4 separate regions of the Mus musculus genome follow, and all the other regions are linked to region 2. A link is a contact called in public Hi-C, HiChIP or PLAC-seq and promoter capture Hi-C data. All regions are on one chromosome and are shown on one strand. The core of a region is the stretch at or near the end of the contact, and the rest is flanking DNA. Distances in the headings are between cores, read along the strand shown.

Region 1 (4,234 bases), core at 698-3,197, 1.4 Mb after region 2:
TCATCGATATACACAACATATCAATTCTCTATAGACTATTATACAGAAGTGCATGCTTCTATAAATGAATGTATGTGAATAAAGAAATACAAGCAGGCACACCATGAGGGACTGACTAGTGACAATCTGCTACAATGTTAACAATGGCTATCTGAGGAGGCGGAAGTTTACAGGCGGTTTCTATTCCTTCTTTGTGCGCCTCTGTTTTCCAACTGTCTTCCAGTGCGACTGTTTTGCTGTTTTGTGCTTACAGAGCTAATACATTATTACAAAGTTACACCTTCTTATCCCGAGCACTGCATAGAAAATGTAAAACAAACCACCTCAAACCTCAACGAAGCCAAGTCTTCCATCAACAAACAGCGAACATTCATTGAGCATTCTCATTATGTCCCTGGTTCTAATAACTTTGTAAATGCATCGACGGCTTTTTTTTGGGGGGGGGGGGCAGGGAAGGGTCGAGCCCTGAAATAACACCAAATGCAGCTGAGTGTTGCTTCCAACAATGGATTTACAGCTCTCTTCCCATGGCTTGGAATAAAGGGGGCTTATTAAATGATCTCTGAAGGTTTTCAAAGCTATGGCGAGATTGCTCATGAAAAAGAAATTTCATCAAATAAAGTGTGTGAAAGAGAGCTTGGAGGGTGGCAGCTGCGTGCAATCTCAAAAACAGAACTCTATAGAACAGGAAAACAACAGAATAATGTCTCTCAGTTCCTCCTCTTAATATCCTAAAACCTCTTTTCCAATATCATCGTGGGCAGAATGATCCAACTGTAGTCTGTGCTATTGTAGGTAAAAGAAAAACAAAAACCAAAAAACAAACAAAAAACCATTGGGAGGTTGTCTTTGCTGTATATATTACTTTAAAGAATAACCTCGAAGTAAACAAAAAAACTTTGAGATACAATTTTAGTCATGTTCTGGGGACACTGTGTACTAGAAACAAACATTCCCGTGTTTCATTAAAGGGTCCTAAGGGCAAGGCACTGGAACTTGGCAAAAGGCAGTTCACGTGTCAAATACACCCAAATCCTCAATACATGAAATGCGGGGGGTGAAGGGAAACCCCATTTCTCTAGGTGTAAATTCCAGCTGGGTAGTAAGAGGCAACGGGGCTTCCCGGCGATCTGTGGGATTGTTTCCCCAGCTCGAGGCCCGACCTAACGGTAAGTGCTAGGCCATTGGCCGGTGCTTCACGCGTGGATCGTGGAAGAACACTGACCTGTTAAGGTCTATTTCGTGTCTCGCTCGTCACCCTCGGAGACATAGTAGATGGATCTTTTGACGAACGCAAACCAGTCCTATGTATGCTAGCGCACACCTGTGACACATGCACGTATGCACCAGTGGGTCGATGGGGGACACTCGAGGAGCCCACTGGCAGGTTTATAGCACACGGAAACTATACGGGGGTGAAAAACACAAAGGCTCGAGGCACAGAACCAACTCGAGGATTGCAGATGCGCTCGCACATTCAACCCGGGACACAAAAGAGCAGAGATCAGCGCAGCCCTGCGGATGGGGACCGCCCGGGGCCCACGTGCGCTCCCCGCCGACCCCGCAGCCGCGCACCCCGAGTCCGCCGCGCCGTCACCAAACGGACCCGAAACTTGGCCGCGGGGACTTAAGAGCCGCGGAGCGGGAGCCTTCGCGCCGCCTCGCGTCGGCGCCAGCGCCAGCCACCGGTTCCCGGCCGTTCGGAGGAAGCTCGAAGGGGGCGCGTCAGCCCGCCCCGCAATCCCCTTAGCGCCCGGCCCGGTCGCCCCCGCCGCGGTGGCCACACTCCTCACTGACACCAAGGGACATTCCCCCGAGGCCCGCCCGCCCTCCCCGGCTCCGCCGCTCCTCACCAGAGCGCGACGTGCCAACGCTTCAGCGAGCCCAGAGCCGCAGCCGCCGCCGTCGCTCTGGCGCCCGCGGCCGCGCCGCCGCCATCTTGGCTCCGGCCGGAAGTGACGTCGGCACGGCGCCCACAACCCCCGACCCCGACCCCGACCCCGCGCGTAGCTCGTGGCCTGCGACCCCGAGGAGCTCAACACGACGGTCAGGCGTGACCCCGGCGGACTGTGTCGCCCTCTCTGTCAATCACGGACTCGCCGCTCGCCCCAGAGCGTTATTACCTCGAAGGGAAGCCCGCGTCGCCATGGCCGGGCCAGCCTGACCACTATAGAGTTAGGGCTGAGAAACTCAAGAGTTGGTCAGAGAAGCCACCCTACTTCAGACGACCGCGACTGACTGGCGTGGTGGCGCACACTTTAATCCCCAAACTCGAGGCAGAAGCAGCCAGAGCTACATAGTGAATTCCAGGAAGGCAGGACCACACCCTTAGACCTTGTTTCAAGAAAAACAAGAGCAGAATCCACTCTGAAGGCCACTCACTAGACCACTGCCAGGCAAATAGACCGTTTAAATGGTGTGCAAAGGACCAATATAGCCACACACACACAAACCCGAAACTTCAGCAAAGCAGATGCAACTGAGCGGCTGTATTCATCCCTTACCAGGAGGCATTTGCTAACTGCCAGCTATGGGCCTAGGTCAGTGCCAAGGCTCTGTGGTACCCAGCATGGCCTTCATCTTGCCCTTGGGAACTGCACCACTATTTACAAACAAGTGAGCTGGAGATGGATTGGATTGAACTGGAGACCACTTCTGACATCCCAGAAAAGAGGTTTGACGGGAACATAGTTGCCAATCAATCTGAAGTTGTAGAGAGATGAAAGTTACTTGTCACATCTAGATGGTACCCAGAGCCATGAGTACTTCAAGATAAAGCTATCCTCTGAGAAGAAAGGAAAAAAAAAAAAAATCTAAGTGTAGTGGGCCGTATTAGTCCTCTGAGAAAAGGATCTGAAAAATAGATAATGTATTATGTTCAAATGTGCCTCCAAAACTTTGGAAAGACCAGACAAGCTCATCAAATGTACCTGTTGTTTAGAAAGTACGTCAATCAACGTGGATTGTGGTATACTCTGTAAAGGATTGGTGACATGGTGATTATCTCATCAGTACTGTTGACAGGTGAGGACAATGTCAAGTGTTGTCAAGGTCTGGATCACCACAGAGCCCGTGGAGAGAGGAAATAAAACCTCAAATGTTTGCTTATGTCTCTCACTAGTCAAGAGTTTACAAACCTAAGAGAGACATGCAAACTTGTCACTAGAATATACACTATTATGGTACAGGCTGCCACTGGAATTTGCACTCTTTATTTGATTAACACCTTACTAAGTATATGCATCAAAAATCATCTGAGGTAGCGTGGGAGCAAAAGGGAGACCACCACCTCATCTACCACCAAACTGCCATAGCCATCATTTTAAAAGAAAATCTACTTACCCCCTGGCATCCAATAGAATGCAAAAGGAAATATAGGGGATTTTGATTTTTGTCAAATCAAAACATGACATGGTAAAACCAGAGAACACCATGCCAAGAAGGCAGTGGCTGTTCTTCCTGTCTTTAATCTGATATGACAATGCCTTTTTCCCCTGGGGCAACGGTTTCAGATTTGATGTCTTAAAACAACAGAAATTTAATCTCCTGCAAATGTAGAGGCTAGAGTCCAAATCAGTATCAGTAGACTCAAGCTAAGGTGTCAGTAGGACCACACTTCCTCTGAGGTCTCTAGGGGAGACTGTTTCCTTCTTCCAGCTTCTGGTGACTGCCAACATTCCTTGGCTTGTCACTATGCCACTCAACTCTTCAAGGCCAACATCATCACACTCTCTTCATCTTTACATCACTTTCTCCTCTGTAGGTAGTGAAATTTCCCTCTGTTCTTTCATAATCTATACAGTTGCACTGAGGATACCCAGCTAAACCACAGTTAATCTCTTCATTGCTGAGTCATAGCAACAGAAGTTCTGCAAGAGGTAATGCTTGAGAATTCAAGGGATTGAGTTGAGGTCAGATGCTTAGTAACGATTATTTAGCCTACCACACTGAGTAAATCTTCGGTCCTTCTAAATACCACCTCTAACCAACCACTGTATACTTTTAATCTGTGTATTTTGTTTGAACATGTTTCAATTCTCTAAACTGTGATACTTCCCAGACTGAACGACACACTTTATAGTTCATCTGTTCAATTAAAAAAGACAAAGGCTATGGAGATTACAGTGAAATTTCATTAGTGATGATTAGCTGTGCGGTGTACTAAATACTACTGTTTTCCTTCTTTGAAATGATGAAATGCCTTGCTAATGAAGGATGATGGGAATAGAGATGC
Region 2 (4,426 bases), core at 1,851-4,350:
GACGCGGAGGATCTGACGGGAGATCCCCCAGCTTGCAAGGCCCCGCCACGCTCGCGCGTCAAGCCGGGAAGGAGTTACCGGGAAAGGGCACCGGCCCAACCGGCCGCAGCGTCCGTGCTCCAGTGAATCCGCCGGGGCCGGCGCTTCCAGTCCACACCAGAGAACCTGGGGAGGGGAAGGAGGCGGGGCCCAGGCCCGGGGCAGTCACGTGTCACTTAAAGACCCCACGCCTGCGACGCGCGCACAGACCGGTTTAGGCCGCACACGCGATGAACCTATTTTGGCCTTGACGGTCACCGTAGGCACCTGGATCTGGCGCAGTTGCTATAGGAACGGAGAGCGCTCTCTGGCTGGGTCTGAAAGCTTGCTCTTGACTAGCGAGGCCAGAACGTGCCTTCTAGCGAGGCGGAGTCGCTATGCATCACGGGATACCAGGAAGACCTCCCGGAACCGGGGAGGGGTTTCCACTGGTTGCCAGAAGATGGCCCACATCTAGCAACTGTTGCTAGGACGGGGACGCAGTCGCTGGTCCCAGTTCACTTTGACCCTATTCATAGAATCCTAGAGCGTCAGCGTTTGAGGCGACCTTAGGGATTCTTCCTAGTTCAACCTCTTCATATACTGAAGTTCGGAGAGGGCCAAAGACTTGCCCGAAGCTTAGAATCCAAGGCTCCAAATTCAGTACATCAACCCAAGGATGTTCTAGACTGGAATTTGGACAAGAACTGAGGGAAAGACGGGCGTGGTTGCGCACGCCTTTAATCCCAGCACTTGGGAGGCAGAGGCAGGTGGATATTTGAGTTCGAGGCCAGCCTGGTCTACAAAGTGAGTTCCAGGACAGCCAGGACTGTACAGAGAAACCCTGTCTTGAAAAAACAAACAAACAAGCAAACAAACAAACAAACAAACAAACAAAAGAACCGAGGGAAGAGGGCGTGGTGAATAAGGCTGACATTTTTTTTTTTTTTTTTTGCGCCCGTGACCAAGGGCTCTTGATGTATTTTCTATTCCATGCCTCGTGTTGAGTGAGTTCTTATGTAATCGGTTTCTAAAACACTTACCTAGCATGCTGTTTTTGTTGTTTGCTTTTGAGACAGGGTCTCACCGTGTAATCCTCGCTGGCCTGGAACTTACTAGGTGAATCAGGGTGGTCTCAAACTCAGGAGATCTGCCTGCCTCTGCCTCCTCAAAGAGTGCCGGGATTAAAAGTCTGCACTACCATGCCTGGCTCTCTCTTCTATACATTTAGTGTATATCGTTGTTCTTTGGGCTCTTTCAGGTAGAGCTCTTTCAGGTAAGCTCCTGCAGGTAGAGTCTCACACTTTTCTTGTTCAGCATTGTATCACTGTCTGCACAGACCTTGGTTTGTACAAGCTGCCAGTAAATATTTGAATAGTTAGTTGCAAAATAAATAAAAAATGAAGCTAAAGCCTATCATCGTCATCCCCCCCCCCCCCCCCGCCTCTCGTGCATGCTAGGCGAATGCGCTGTCGCAGAGCTGAATATTGGTCTGTGCCTAAGGCTTTGCTGCTCGAGTGACCTATACTATACCTGTGTTTTGGATTGATTTTCTGCACTGGCACCAGCAGACCAATTTGCACTCACTCATGTTTATTTTTACCAAGCTGAAACTAGGTTATTTAACAGTCTGAGAAATCAGGTGGCAGGGATAACTGCCAAATCCCCAAACAAGCCAGTTTTAGCCAACGTGGTGAATCTCCTTTACTTTGGGGCAACTAACCCCCTTTGAGTTTCTCATTACTGCTCTCCCCAGATTTCCTGTTTGTAAATTCACCTCAGCTGCTCCTCCCGAGTGTACATCCTATTTTATGGAAGGAAATGTTGACTGATGCCCAAATCAGGAAACAAGTGTAATATTATCGTTTGACATATTCCAAGGTGGATTCTTGGCTATGAGTCTATTCTGGTTCTGGTCACGCTGTGAGATCCCTGACACATGTCTACAGCTGTCATCAAGGAATAACTATATCCCTGTCAGGAATGTGGCATAAGGCTAGCAGAGAGAATAGCGTAAGGGGCTAGCACAATGCCCAATTACTTTTTTAAAAATGTGTTTAATTAGTTAATGCATATATGAGCACTCTGTCTTCATGCACAGAGGGAATCAGATCCCATTACAGATGGTTGTAAACCACTATGTGGTGGCTGGGATTTGAACTCAGGACCTCTGGAAGAACAGCTGGTCCTCTTTACCCTGAACCATCCATCTCTTCAGACCTTGTTCAATTACTTTTTTTAAAGATTTATTTATTTATTACATGTAAGTACACTGTAGCTGTCTTCAGACATCAGAAGAGGGTGTCATTTCTCAATACAGATGGTTGTTGAACCACCATGTGGTTGCTGGGATTTGAACTCATGACCTTCAGAATAGCAGTTGGTGTTCTTAACCGCTGAGCCATCTCTCCAGTTATTTCAATTACTTTTTAAGTCGTGGAAATAAGTGGTACAAAACTGAGAGAACATAGGATTAGATTCCTGGCAGTTTCTCTGGGGGAGGTGCTGAGGAGGGAAAGAGAGCGAGATCTAACCAATGAGCTTGGTTAGATTGAGGGCACGATAGCCCTGAAACAGCAGGCAGCAAGAGGTTTACTAGCCGCAGCGTTAGAAAGCCACAGCCAGCAAGGGACTTGAAAGATCTAGGACAAATGTCTAGGCGTGGTTTTCTTCCCTTTTCTCTCGTGATCCTTTGAGTATCTGTAGAAGTAGGGTCATTGTGAATTTTGGTAGAGCAATCGCCATGCGAGGGGAAAAGTTACAACTACCGCTAAGCAGAACCAGCAAATGGGAGCAAGATAGCAAGGCAACCACAAGGCCTGGAACCCTAGGGGAGAGTCTGGGATGCAAAGGAGGGCTTCGGGGCGGGGCGAAGGAACTCGGTAGGGCGGGATTGCTGGTCTACGAGGCGAGGAGGGGCGAGTCCTAGGGGAGAAGCGTTATCATGTGAGGCAGGTCTTAGTCCGTACGGCGAAGTGATGGGGCGGAGCTTGAATGCAGCGCCAGTGGGCGTGGCGAAGCAGCGCGGTCGTAGGGCGTGGCGAAGGGGCGGGGCCTGAGAGCGCGGCGTTGAGGGAGGTGTTGGGGGCTGGTGGTGGGGTGAGCGGCCGTGGGAGCTGTTTTGATTGCGGAGGTGGAGCCCAGTGAGCGCGAGTCACAGGCCGCGGGGCGGGGCGGGGCGGGGCGGAGCGGAGCCCAGTGGACCGGGTGACCGCTGGCCGGAGCGGGATCCCTGGAGGCGCTATGTGGGGGCGGGGCGTGGGCGCCGGGGCGGAACCCGAGGGCCGGAAGCGGACAGAACCCGGGGTCCCGCAATCGGCTCGCCATGGACGAGGCGGACCGGCAGCTCCTGCGGCGATGCAGGGTGCGCCTAGTGAGCGAGCTGCAAGTCGCGGAGCTCTGGGACGCTCTGCTGAGTCGAGAGCTCTTCACGCGCGACATGATCGAGGATATTCAGGTGCGCCCCGCCTCCTTGTGTCCGCCCTCTTTTTCCCGCGGCGCAGATAGGGACTGGGAGGTCGCTGAGAGGTTCTCTGAAGCCACTACGGAGCTCCTGCCCTTTTTTTCCGCTTTGCACCCTGTGCAATCCACGCCCTGGGAAACCATGGTGTGGGAACTCCATTTTTAAAACCTTCCCCAGTACTGCCCTCTTAGTTCGCCACAAGAATAAAATAGAAGAACCCATGCTCCTCTTTTGTGGAGTGTTTGTTAAAAGCGGTCTGTAATCTGCACCGTTTGAACTTTTATGATTTTTCTCTTCTCTAGTATAAGGGCCCTAGACACCCACTTTAGCCTTATACTGGCACATTGTACCAGTCACTTCCCGTTTTTGAATCTCAGTTTCTAGGGCTGTGAAATGGAACGGTGGTCATCCTGTCCTAGGACAAGGACATAGAATCAGGATCTGTCTTTTTTGGCTGGGCTTTTATCAAGTGCATGTTTTATAAAGGAGTTCAGAAAAGAAGGAATTTGATGCAGGTAATGCAGAAGAATAAAATCAAACATTTGATTTTTTTTAATCCACTTTCGCCCACTTAAACCTAGAGCATGAGTCACAATGTTGATGGCTTGTGTAAAGGGGTGTATTGAATTTCTACGCTATATGGATTACTGTGTGAGTGGAATTATTCTGGATCAAAATATAATGGTGGCAGTATTATTTTCATTGTACTAGAGTTCAATTTTAGCTTGATAAAATTCTGTATTACACAAGGGAAAAGGTCAACTTGTTCAAAGTCTAAAGATGAGTATGAAAATTACAGAGAAAACAGGATAGCTGTATGCATAAATGCATCTTCTATTGGAAGATACAGAGTAAAAACTCTTAAAGGACTCTAAAAAGAGAAAAAAAAAACCACTTTAGCATCTTTGTTCCAGTTGATGCCTCACCACAGGTCTGAAAAGGGAA
Region 3 (4,594 bases), core at 341-2,840, 1.4 Mb after region 2:
CTGAGGTAAAATGTTAACAAGATACTCAGAAAAGAGAAAACCAGAAATGACATACAACTACAATGGCAAGCTAAGGCAAACAACAAGAGTTTACCTAACAGCAGAAAAACAGTAGCCCAGAGGGCAGAGTTCAGCAGCCCTACATCTTAACAAGAACTAAAATGATGGGAAAATACTTAAAACATGAAGAGGGAAAAGAAACCATGAACCAGTGTCAAACTGTAAAAATACCACGACTGGAATAAACACAGTGTCTATAGTATTAAAAAAGAAAGGAAAAGAAAACCCAAGTATGTTCATTTAACACCTCTTTGCAGCAAACACTAAACCGGGCTGGAGCTGGCTCTGGACGCCAGCGTCCCCAGCAGGAGGCTCGGAAGCATCTGTAGCTCCAGCTGCAAGGCCTCCAGGGCATCTACATACAGACACATGCACACACATACAAACAATATTTTTTTTTTTTGAGACAGGGTTTCTCTGTATAGCCCTGGCAGTCCTGGAACTCACTTTGTAGACCAGGCTGGCCTCGAACTCAGAGATCCACCTGCCACTGCCTCCCGAGTGCTGGGATTAAAGGCGTGCGCCACCATGCCTGGCTACAATAAATATTTTTAAACGTATGAAACTAAGATAGAGTTTTAAATACTTTCTATTTACAGATAGAAAGGCCAACTTACAAACACATGAAAATCTAGCTAACCTCATAATTAATAATCCTAAATATTTATTAATCATTAAAGCAAAATGAACCTTTAAGTCATCAGACTTAAAGAACAGGAATATCAGTATAACAGAACAGAATGTATCATTTTAATTAATATTTATTAACACAATTCAAACATTCCTATACTCAGAACTGTCCCAAACTCCCCCATCCCTCAAGCAAACTCTCCTCCGATCTTTAACAAGGCCCATGAAACTGACCTTGTACCTCTTTGCCTGGCTTCATGTGGCCTCAGGACCAGCCTCTCCTTCCCTACCACAGCCCCTCTCTTCACACTCTCTGCCAGCTGACAGCTGCTACTGGTAAAATGGCTATTATAGAAGGTTGCATTCACTATTTCACATAAGCAATATGGATTAATGGCTCTGATTTTTAAAAATATAAGGACTGGGTATGGTGGTACACATCTTTAATCCCACCACTTGGGAGGCAGAGGCAGAGGGATCTCTGTGAGTTCAAGACTGGTCTGGTCTATATAGTAAGTTCTAGGACAACCAATGCTATGTAGAGAAACTTTTTGCCAAAATTAAAAAATAATAAATAAATAAACACCCAGAAAACAAACATATATACGAATATTCATACATAATAAGCAAATTTTACTGGCTTTTCATGAGAAGAAATATAAATAAGCAAATCCACGTCTATACTTTACCCATTTGCAATAAAATATAATGAAGCACGGCCCTGCCCTTTGCACACTGTGTTTCTTTCAGTCTGCCCATTACTTCCTTTCCTGTATTGTTGTGCACCTGGATTCTGGCTGTGTCCCACCTTGGTTCTGAGATCAGTGGCTGTGTAACACAGAGCACTTCCTCTAGCCCTCCCTGCCACTCCTCCTCACAGGGACTCGCTGCTTCACAGCACTTTCACTATCCTCTGGAACCAGCCTTGCCTGCTTTTCTGAGCATCAAGACTGCAGAGCCTCATCCACGTGGTTCTCTGCAGTGTCCATGACATGCTGGGAGGGGTTCTGTGCATGGGAACAAATAAACACCCAGGACAGCAGAGCTACGAGAACTGCAGATGGATTACAACGGTGCTCACAAGCTTCTTTCCTTGTTTTACTGGTCTTTAAAACTAGCACAGAAAGCAAAACTCCCCTGCTACTGGTTAATGGCAGTAGTAACACAGGCCACTGCTTAGAACAGAGAGCTGTTGTGACTATAGTTCCTATACTGCCAGAAAAGATTCCAGGGGGGGAAACTATGTAACTCAGGAAATTAGTAATAAAGGTAGTCCCAGGAAATCCTCATAGCTGTCCTCAAATACTTTGGTTTTTCTCTGCTACCAGATGGGATCACACCCCACCACCACATTAATTTTAAATGACATATGCCAACGTGAGTGTGGCCAATTAATGTCACATACCAAAAGTCCACGATCCCTTGTTCCTGTGTAACTACAATAGGACAGCACCACGACAATCCAGAGTGTGCAGCAAAGACCAGGGAATAAGCTGGGGCTGTGTTAAGCCACTGAGCTGGGCAGCTGTTTGCCACTTCTGCAAACCTGAGTATACCTGGGCTGCTACAGTGAGAGGCTTTATACATCTGACTGCTGCTGACTGCAAAGCTCCTTTTTTCACTCTGGAATGACCATCTCTTGGTCCTAAAGTCTTCCATCACAAAGTGGGAATTCTAATGCCTGCATTTCATAGGTTGTTTTTATAAGAGGAGAATATATATACTTAACAAAGAGCTTGGCAACTGTGCTAAGAACTCAACAGATACAAAATGGAATTAAACTGTAGCATATCTAAGCTAGGCTACTTTGAGCCTATTTACATTGTGCCACTAAATAACCTAGGAAACAGGAAAATATCACAGAGATGATCTCTAATTCACAATAGTCTAAGATACAAAAGAAAAAAGTTGTAATTGCGTTGGCTTTACCTTGAGTTTAGTAGGATGTAATCACATTGTAAGTCTAGGAGCAACTGTATTGGGTTAGTGTGGAATAGTAGTGAGGAAACAAAGGATAGCTATGACCTAAAAACAGAAAATACAACATGAGGGCAAAGGTGACTCCGACTGCCAGCTAGGCACGGCAGTGAGGAGGAACAAGGACTCACCTGCATAGCAAACTATGCTCCCTCTTGGGAGGAGAGAGACAGCAAGTGAGTGGGTACTGAGTGACAAACAGGGGAGAGAAGGAAAAACAAAGAACTCATGTTCTGGGGGTGTATGGAGCCCCAGAAATGGCTGCAGAGGGAGAGCCTAACAAGCTACCTCTGGAGGGGGAACTTGGGACACGCCCACACAGAAGAGGGGTGTGTTCAACACGGGCATGCTTTGAGAGCTATCACCCCTCCTAGAGGATTCTCATAAGCAACATGACCCGACCCAGATCATCCCCGTGCCTCAACTGGCTCATTCATGGGAAAGAAAAGAGTCTGTGCTAGTGTCTCAGAGACCACAGCCATCATAGGACAGCGCTACCTGCTAAGCCGCAACCGAGAGATGCTAATCATTTCCTGGAGAGAAAATTCCACCCAACCAAGAATAACTTCACGATTTTAATTATAAGTTAGTTTTACTCAAGTTCAAACTTTTTCTACCCGAATTGTGTCATGTAGTTATTTAGAAATTTTTAGTACAATCTGACTGACAACAAGAGTGATAAGTGCAGGAACAAAACTATAAACTACTCTGAATTTTTTTAATTACAAGAACAATTGTGGATGAATGTAGTGTTCCAATTTAATAAAGAAATTTGAAAGTACTAAAAGTTTTAGTCAGAAAAAGTTAAACAGTCTTATATTCAAAATAAAACTTTCCTTATTGTCAGAGCATTTCAATCACACACGAGTCAGACATGCGCTGCTTGTTAGAGCACTTACTTTCCTCCTGATCCTTGGCGTCAAAGGAAGCCCTGCACAAATCTAAGACTAAGCCTTGTCACAGGTAACATGAGATTGCTAGAGAGCCAAAAGCTGCAAGGGTTAGTATGACACCTCTCCTGAAATAGCATGCACACTTTTTGTTTGACACAACTGGGATGTACGTTAAAGCAGAAGTATAAAATATCAGAAACTAATAAAGTCTAAACACACTTGGTTCGTATAGACTCAGTAGGACATGAGAATCAATGGACAGTTAAGCCTAAGCTTACCGTCAGCTCCTCAGATAAATGAGCACAGAATACCACACCAAGAACAAAGTCTGCATTCAAATTCCACTTTGGGAAGTCACCATCACTCCGCCCAGAACTGACTCCTCTAACGAGCCCCAGACGCTGAAAAGCCAAAGCTGATGACCAGGTTCACATTAAGAATCAATCTTAAGTTAGGAAAATAAATGAAATGCATACATAAATATACCTCTGATGGATGATCCCCAAAAACACATTCTGCTTTTTTCCTAACTGCTCACCATTTCAACTATAAGCTGCCTTCAAAAGCACGTCAGTAAATCTTCACCTATTACTGTAATGGAGACCATGTGCCCATGTGCTCGCCAGATTCCTGTTTATGAGGTACATACAGTCCTGTGTATTAAAATAAACTTATCATTGATAATGAAAGCAATGAAAAGAAATCAAAATGACCCACTCCAACAATTCATCTCTCTCAACGCAACATGGGACAGAATTTATTAAACTTCATCACCTCATGGAATTATGCTTGGGCTTTCTAGTTAGAAACACCTGGAAATGATTTTTTTTTAAGTATCTAAAGTTTCAATTGATAAGATACAAAATGTTTTCAAGTCTTAAATGGTTTAAGCTATGAAGTAATATATATATATATATATATATATATATATATATACACTTTATATTTTTATTTTTCACATCTTTTAAAAATTTGCTTATAAAAAATTTTAGGATAATGTTTCTGACATCCATATTGGATTTCTTTTTTTGTTT
Region 4 (4,109 bases), core at 1,480-3,979, 1.4 Mb after region 2:
GCTTAAAAGCCACTCTGAAGGTTAAATGCTAACATTTTCCATGTGGTCTGAGTAGGTTCTTTGCACCCTCCCTTGTCTACATGTTTGGAATCTGCCTAACATTCTAGGAAGACGTGAGGTGTGGGCCCTTGATAGAGTCAGTCTGTGATAATAAATGTAGCCCAACTTCACACAATTGTAAATTCCTACATCCCTGTGGGCTCTATGTATGGTCTTGATGTTCAAAGAATTGATGAATGCCACTACTTTCAGCTCGGCATGAAGAAACCTGGTCTCAGAAAATCCTGAGAACCAGAAGCAAGATGGGTTTTCCTGAAAATGTAAAGTTCTAAGAAAAACCTTGCCATCCAGATGCTAGCAGTTGCCTGGCTTTGTAAGCTTACTGTAATGGACTGGGCCACTTATTACCGGACAGCTTAGTATGGAAACTTAGGGGAGGAGGTAGTGGCTGCATCCAGCTTCACTTTCTGATGGCATCCAGGTGTTGTTCCTAGGAGCACGCCTGCCTGCAAGAGGACATCAGCACAGCACACTGACTGGGACACTTGACAACCAAAGCTGTGGCCTTTGAACTACTGGCAAGATGAAACTTTATGTAGAGAACTGGAGGAAATAAAACTGAGACCCTGATCGTCTACATCTTTAAATCTGGAACATTAAACCAAAGTTAACTCCTGAGACTTTAGGGAGTGAGGGAGACTGGGCGTGCTTAGTACTGACGCTGCTTTAGTAGTCAAGTGCATGCTAAGAGGCATCACTTAATACGGAAAAAATCATTTTAGGAGGTTTTGGAGGATAAAAGCCTTCTGGCTCTAGAGCTATAGTACTGTGTGTCACTCCTAGTACTACTAGGGGTCCAGATGGTGTATCTGTTATGGGATGGATAAGCATGTGGCAGTCAGGACAACTATAGGGTCTGTAACATGACATTTGTGTAACCATAGTAATTCTCTATATGAAGGTTTTAGACATGTGGCTTCACTGTTATCTCCTAAATAAAGCATATATTTAAACAGGTTTTTATAACAAAACACTAAAAAAATTTTCCAGATGGTAACCAGAGTTGGAAATAATAAACAGCTACAATCACTGGTTCAAAGTTCCCCGAGTTCTCTCGTCTCCCACTCACATTCTACTAGGGCTTAACATGCACTACTTCTGACACTGTAAGCAATATCACTTCCTCAGACCTTCTGGAGAAAATAACAGAAAGGAAATATTTAAGACGTTTAGAAATTGAGTGCAAAGCTACCTCTGCGCTGCCAATCAGGCACGGCTGCCACAGGATCGGGGGGGGGGGGGGGGGACACGACACACAACTGAACAGTCTCAGCCGGAGTTCCCAGATTCACGTTTATCACATTGTATTATTTAAGCAAGAAAAAGATAAAGACTCTACAGTGGGCCAAGTCAGGATGTAATGATGTAGTCAGTACCCCAGCAGCATGGTAAAGTACTTCAGCATGTCTAAGCCTAGATCTGAGTCCAAGGTCCGGTGCTCCAAACAAACAAAACACTATGCACACAGACATAAGCATATAATGAATTAAAAACAATTTCTCATTAGCAGTGTACACTGTGATCACAGCAAATGGGAAACTTATAAATTAAGTTGTTCATTCTTTTGAGTATCCAAAAGTAAACAGTTTACAAAATACTTGCAGCTTACTTCTGCAGACACGTTTGCTGATGTGGGATTTGTTGACTACTTTGTATTGTCTCGGCCCTGTCTACTTCCTGGCCCGCTTTACTCTTACTGATTAGTTCAAGGAAGAGGTGCTGATGCGCGCAGTCTCCTCCTCTGCAGCACACTGAGGCCTTGTCACTGCCGCACTGGTTCATGAACTTTAAGGTTTCCTTAGGCCAAACATTAAGGACCCTGAACAGGATCTAATATAAAAATTAAATCTAGAAACTGATTTAGTGGAGTTCTAATTCATTTTGTGGCTGTAGTAGAAGGAAGTAATGATGGTTGCTTCTTTCCTTCCCTGCCTTAGGATGTAGGTAAGTGTTCTGGTTTTTCTGTTTGTTTTGTCAGATTATTAATTTGTGAAGGGTAGTGTCTCGTGGTTCATTTTGGCTTTTTGGAACACAAATGCACTATTTTGAAGTGGCATCTCCAAAGGTTTGGTTTGCTGACGAAGCTGGTCCCGTCCTAGCTGCCTGACTCATTCTGTAGGAAAGGCAGGAGAGTGGACTTGTTAGGAACAGTTTCCCCAGTCTGGACCCAGGCACAGCACCCCTTCTTCCTCTTTATTTTCTCTCTTATTGCCTTCCTCTTAATGGACTTCTCACGCAGTCCAGACTGGATTGTAAATTTCTGATCTGCCTCCACCTCCTAAGTGCTTGGACAATAGGCATGTGCTGTTAGGCCTGGCTGAACTAACTGCAAAGGTAACTGAGTTTTCTTAAGGAGTGCTGGAGTTCATTTCTTCATTGTGCTTATCCTACAGTACATTTTGTTTTTGAAGATGATCTCCCTATGTGGTTCCTGCTAGCCTAGAACTCCAGGACAGCCAGGGCTACACAGAGCGGGAGAGGGAGGATGGGGGGCACAAGTGCTTTCAGTATCTTTTTCACTTAGAGGAAGCTCTTGCTTCTGTACTGTAATATAAGCTCCCCTAAACTATTAATGCTACTAAAGACCAAACTCCAGATCTCTCTGGCAGCATGTAATACACATAGGGAATCCAAACTACACAGCTCCAGGCTGTTAACCTGGACTGCAGCTTTCAGCTCTGCATGCAGCCTTCACTCAAAGTGCCCATCAACAGTCAATCCCCAGTTAACCAACCAAGCTTTCCATCCAATCAATTCCTAGTTAATTTTTATTTATTCATTCATTTGTTTACTAAGACATGGTCTCTCTATGTAGCCCTGGCTGTCCTAGATAGAACTCTCTTTATAGACCAGGTTGGCCTCAAACTCAGAGATGTAAACTCAGTCTCTGTCTCCCAGATACTGGGATTAAAGACATGCACTACTACACCTGGCTCCTGCTTTCGTTAGAGGCAACTTCAAATATGAAACTACACCCTCCTCTGTTAGGTTCCACGCTCAGGAACACCAAGTTCCCGTATCTAAACACCATCTGTGAACTGGAATACGAAACTGCCTAGGGGAGAGAAGCACAGCTAGTTTTAAACCAATTTAAAAATCAGTTATTTAAGCAAAGAACCTGGTGTTCATATATTTAAGGAAACAACAAAATTGAGGGTTTTAACATACAAGTTATAGTCAGATTAAAAAAACTAAACTAATTTGAACTCATTATAAGGGTCTTCTAGAAAATGCAATTATAATCAAACTTTTTTTTCTGGTTTAGACAAGTCATAGCTTCCAATTCCCTTTTAGACAGAATACACGGCAGCACATGTCAAGAGTTCCTAACACACTCCATCAGATGTCTCAAATAGTTTTTTTATATTAGGATTCTAGGCTGGCAAGTGAGATGGCTCAGCAGACAAAGAAAGGTACTTGTTCCCAAGCCTGACAAACTGAGTTTAATTCCCAGAACCCACATTGTTATGATCTTTACCCTACTCTGCCTCTGGCCATGTGCACAGGCACAGACACAAGCACACAAACATAAAGAAATGTTTGTGAAGAACATTTTATAAAATTCTGGCTAATCCACACAATTTTTCTGTGAACAAGGCTACACATAATTAAGAATCAAAGGCACAGAAACAGTTTCCAACATTTAGCCCAAATCTGGAGCCCCTCAGTGATGGCTCAAGTAAACAGAAAAAGTAACACAAGTTTTCTCCCTCCTGGTGAAAAGCTTAACTGAAACCATCCTGAGCATAGACACAGCCCACAGCAGGAAAGGTGGGCAGGACATGCACTGCTCGATGAAGGCATCTCTCAGATGGATGGCAGCTAGGGCTTCAGGAGACACCGCTGTTAAGACTCACTATACACTTTGCCTGCCACACAGCCTGACTTAACAAGTCTGAGGCCACAAGCACAGGAACACATTGCGTCTGGCTCCACACCTGTCAAGAGGTGAGGGCCCAGTTAAGTCTACCTAAGAACTGCCTACCACCATCAGGCCTCGATCACTCAGCTCCAGTCAGGAATATGCAACAGAGCTGCCAGCTGCTAGA

What was found. Promoter capture Hi-C pulls out the DNA fragments that hold promoters and counts their contacts. Hi-C and Micro-C count contacts between places; a contact is called where the count stands out from the background. HiChIP or PLAC-seq counts read pairs in DNA pulled down with a chosen protein or histone mark.
Region 1: an H3K27ac HiChIP or PLAC-seq map of acute myeloid leukemia shows a contact between it and region 2, with 22 times the contacts expected there. The contact joins the promoter of Prdm2 here to the promoter of Casp9 in region 2. A contact is called at or near these places in 1 of 39 promoter capture datasets (hippocampal neurons) and 2 of 115 datasets of contacts at active chromatin or transcription factors (acute myeloid leukemia and pro-B cells).
Region 3: a contact with region 2 is called in a Hi-C map of B cells, with 10 read pairs. The contact joins the enhancer-like site here to the promoter of Casp9 in region 2. A contact is called at or near these places in 3 of 39 promoter capture datasets (the 3T3-L1 cell line, embryonic stem cells and hippocampal neurons), 1 of 484 Hi-C or Micro-C datasets (B cells) and 1 of 115 datasets of contacts at active chromatin or transcription factors (large pre-B cells).
Region 4: a contact with region 2 is called in a promoter capture Hi-C map of liver, with 2.2 times the contacts expected there. The contact joins the enhancer-like site here to the promoter of Casp9 in region 2. A contact is called at or near these places in 8 of 39 promoter capture datasets (the 3T3-L1 cell line, 3T3-L1-derived adipocytes, the C10 cell line and 4 more), 1 of 484 Hi-C or Micro-C datasets (B cells) and 5 of 115 datasets of contacts at active chromatin or transcription factors (T-cell acute lymphoblastic leukemia, acute myeloid leukemia, large pre-B cells and 2 more).

Annotation. Positions count from the first base shown.
Region 1 is chr4:143,210,762-143,214,995 of GRCm38.p6, forward strand. Prdm2 (PR domain containing 2, with ZNF domain) reads right to left here and starts at 1,948. Exons shown (of 10, transcript NM_001081355.3): 1 at 1,854-1,948.
Region 2 is chr4:141,790,512-141,794,937 of GRCm38.p6, forward strand. It overlaps Casp9 (caspase 9), which reads left to right and starts at 3,101. Exons shown (of 9, transcript NM_015733.5): 1 at 3,101-3,475. The coding sequence starts at 3,344. Dnajc16 (DnaJ heat shock protein family (Hsp40) member C16) reads right to left here and starts at 133. Exons shown (of 15, transcript NM_172338.2): 1 at 79-133.
Region 3 is chr4:143,189,246-143,193,839 of GRCm38.p6, forward strand. All of the region lies in intron 2 of Prdm2 (PR domain containing 2, with ZNF domain), which reads right to left. Among named protein-coding and RNA genes, the nearest start is that of Gm22039, 13 kb to the right of the region's middle. Within about 2 kb of position 1,591, at least 65 of the 459 cell types and tissues checked have an H3K27ac peak or open chromatin away from gene starts, as enhancers often do. A contact at or near this core is called in B cells, where this site is marked.
Region 4 is chr4:143,153,007-143,157,115 of GRCm38.p6, forward strand. All of the region lies in intron 6 of Prdm2 (PR domain containing 2, with ZNF domain), which reads right to left. Among named protein-coding and RNA genes, the nearest start is that of Mir7021, 19 kb to the left of the region's middle. Within about 2 kb of position 2,730, at least 25 of the 459 cell types and tissues checked have an H3K27ac peak or open chromatin away from gene starts, as enhancers often do. A contact at or near this core is called in liver and microglia, where this site is marked.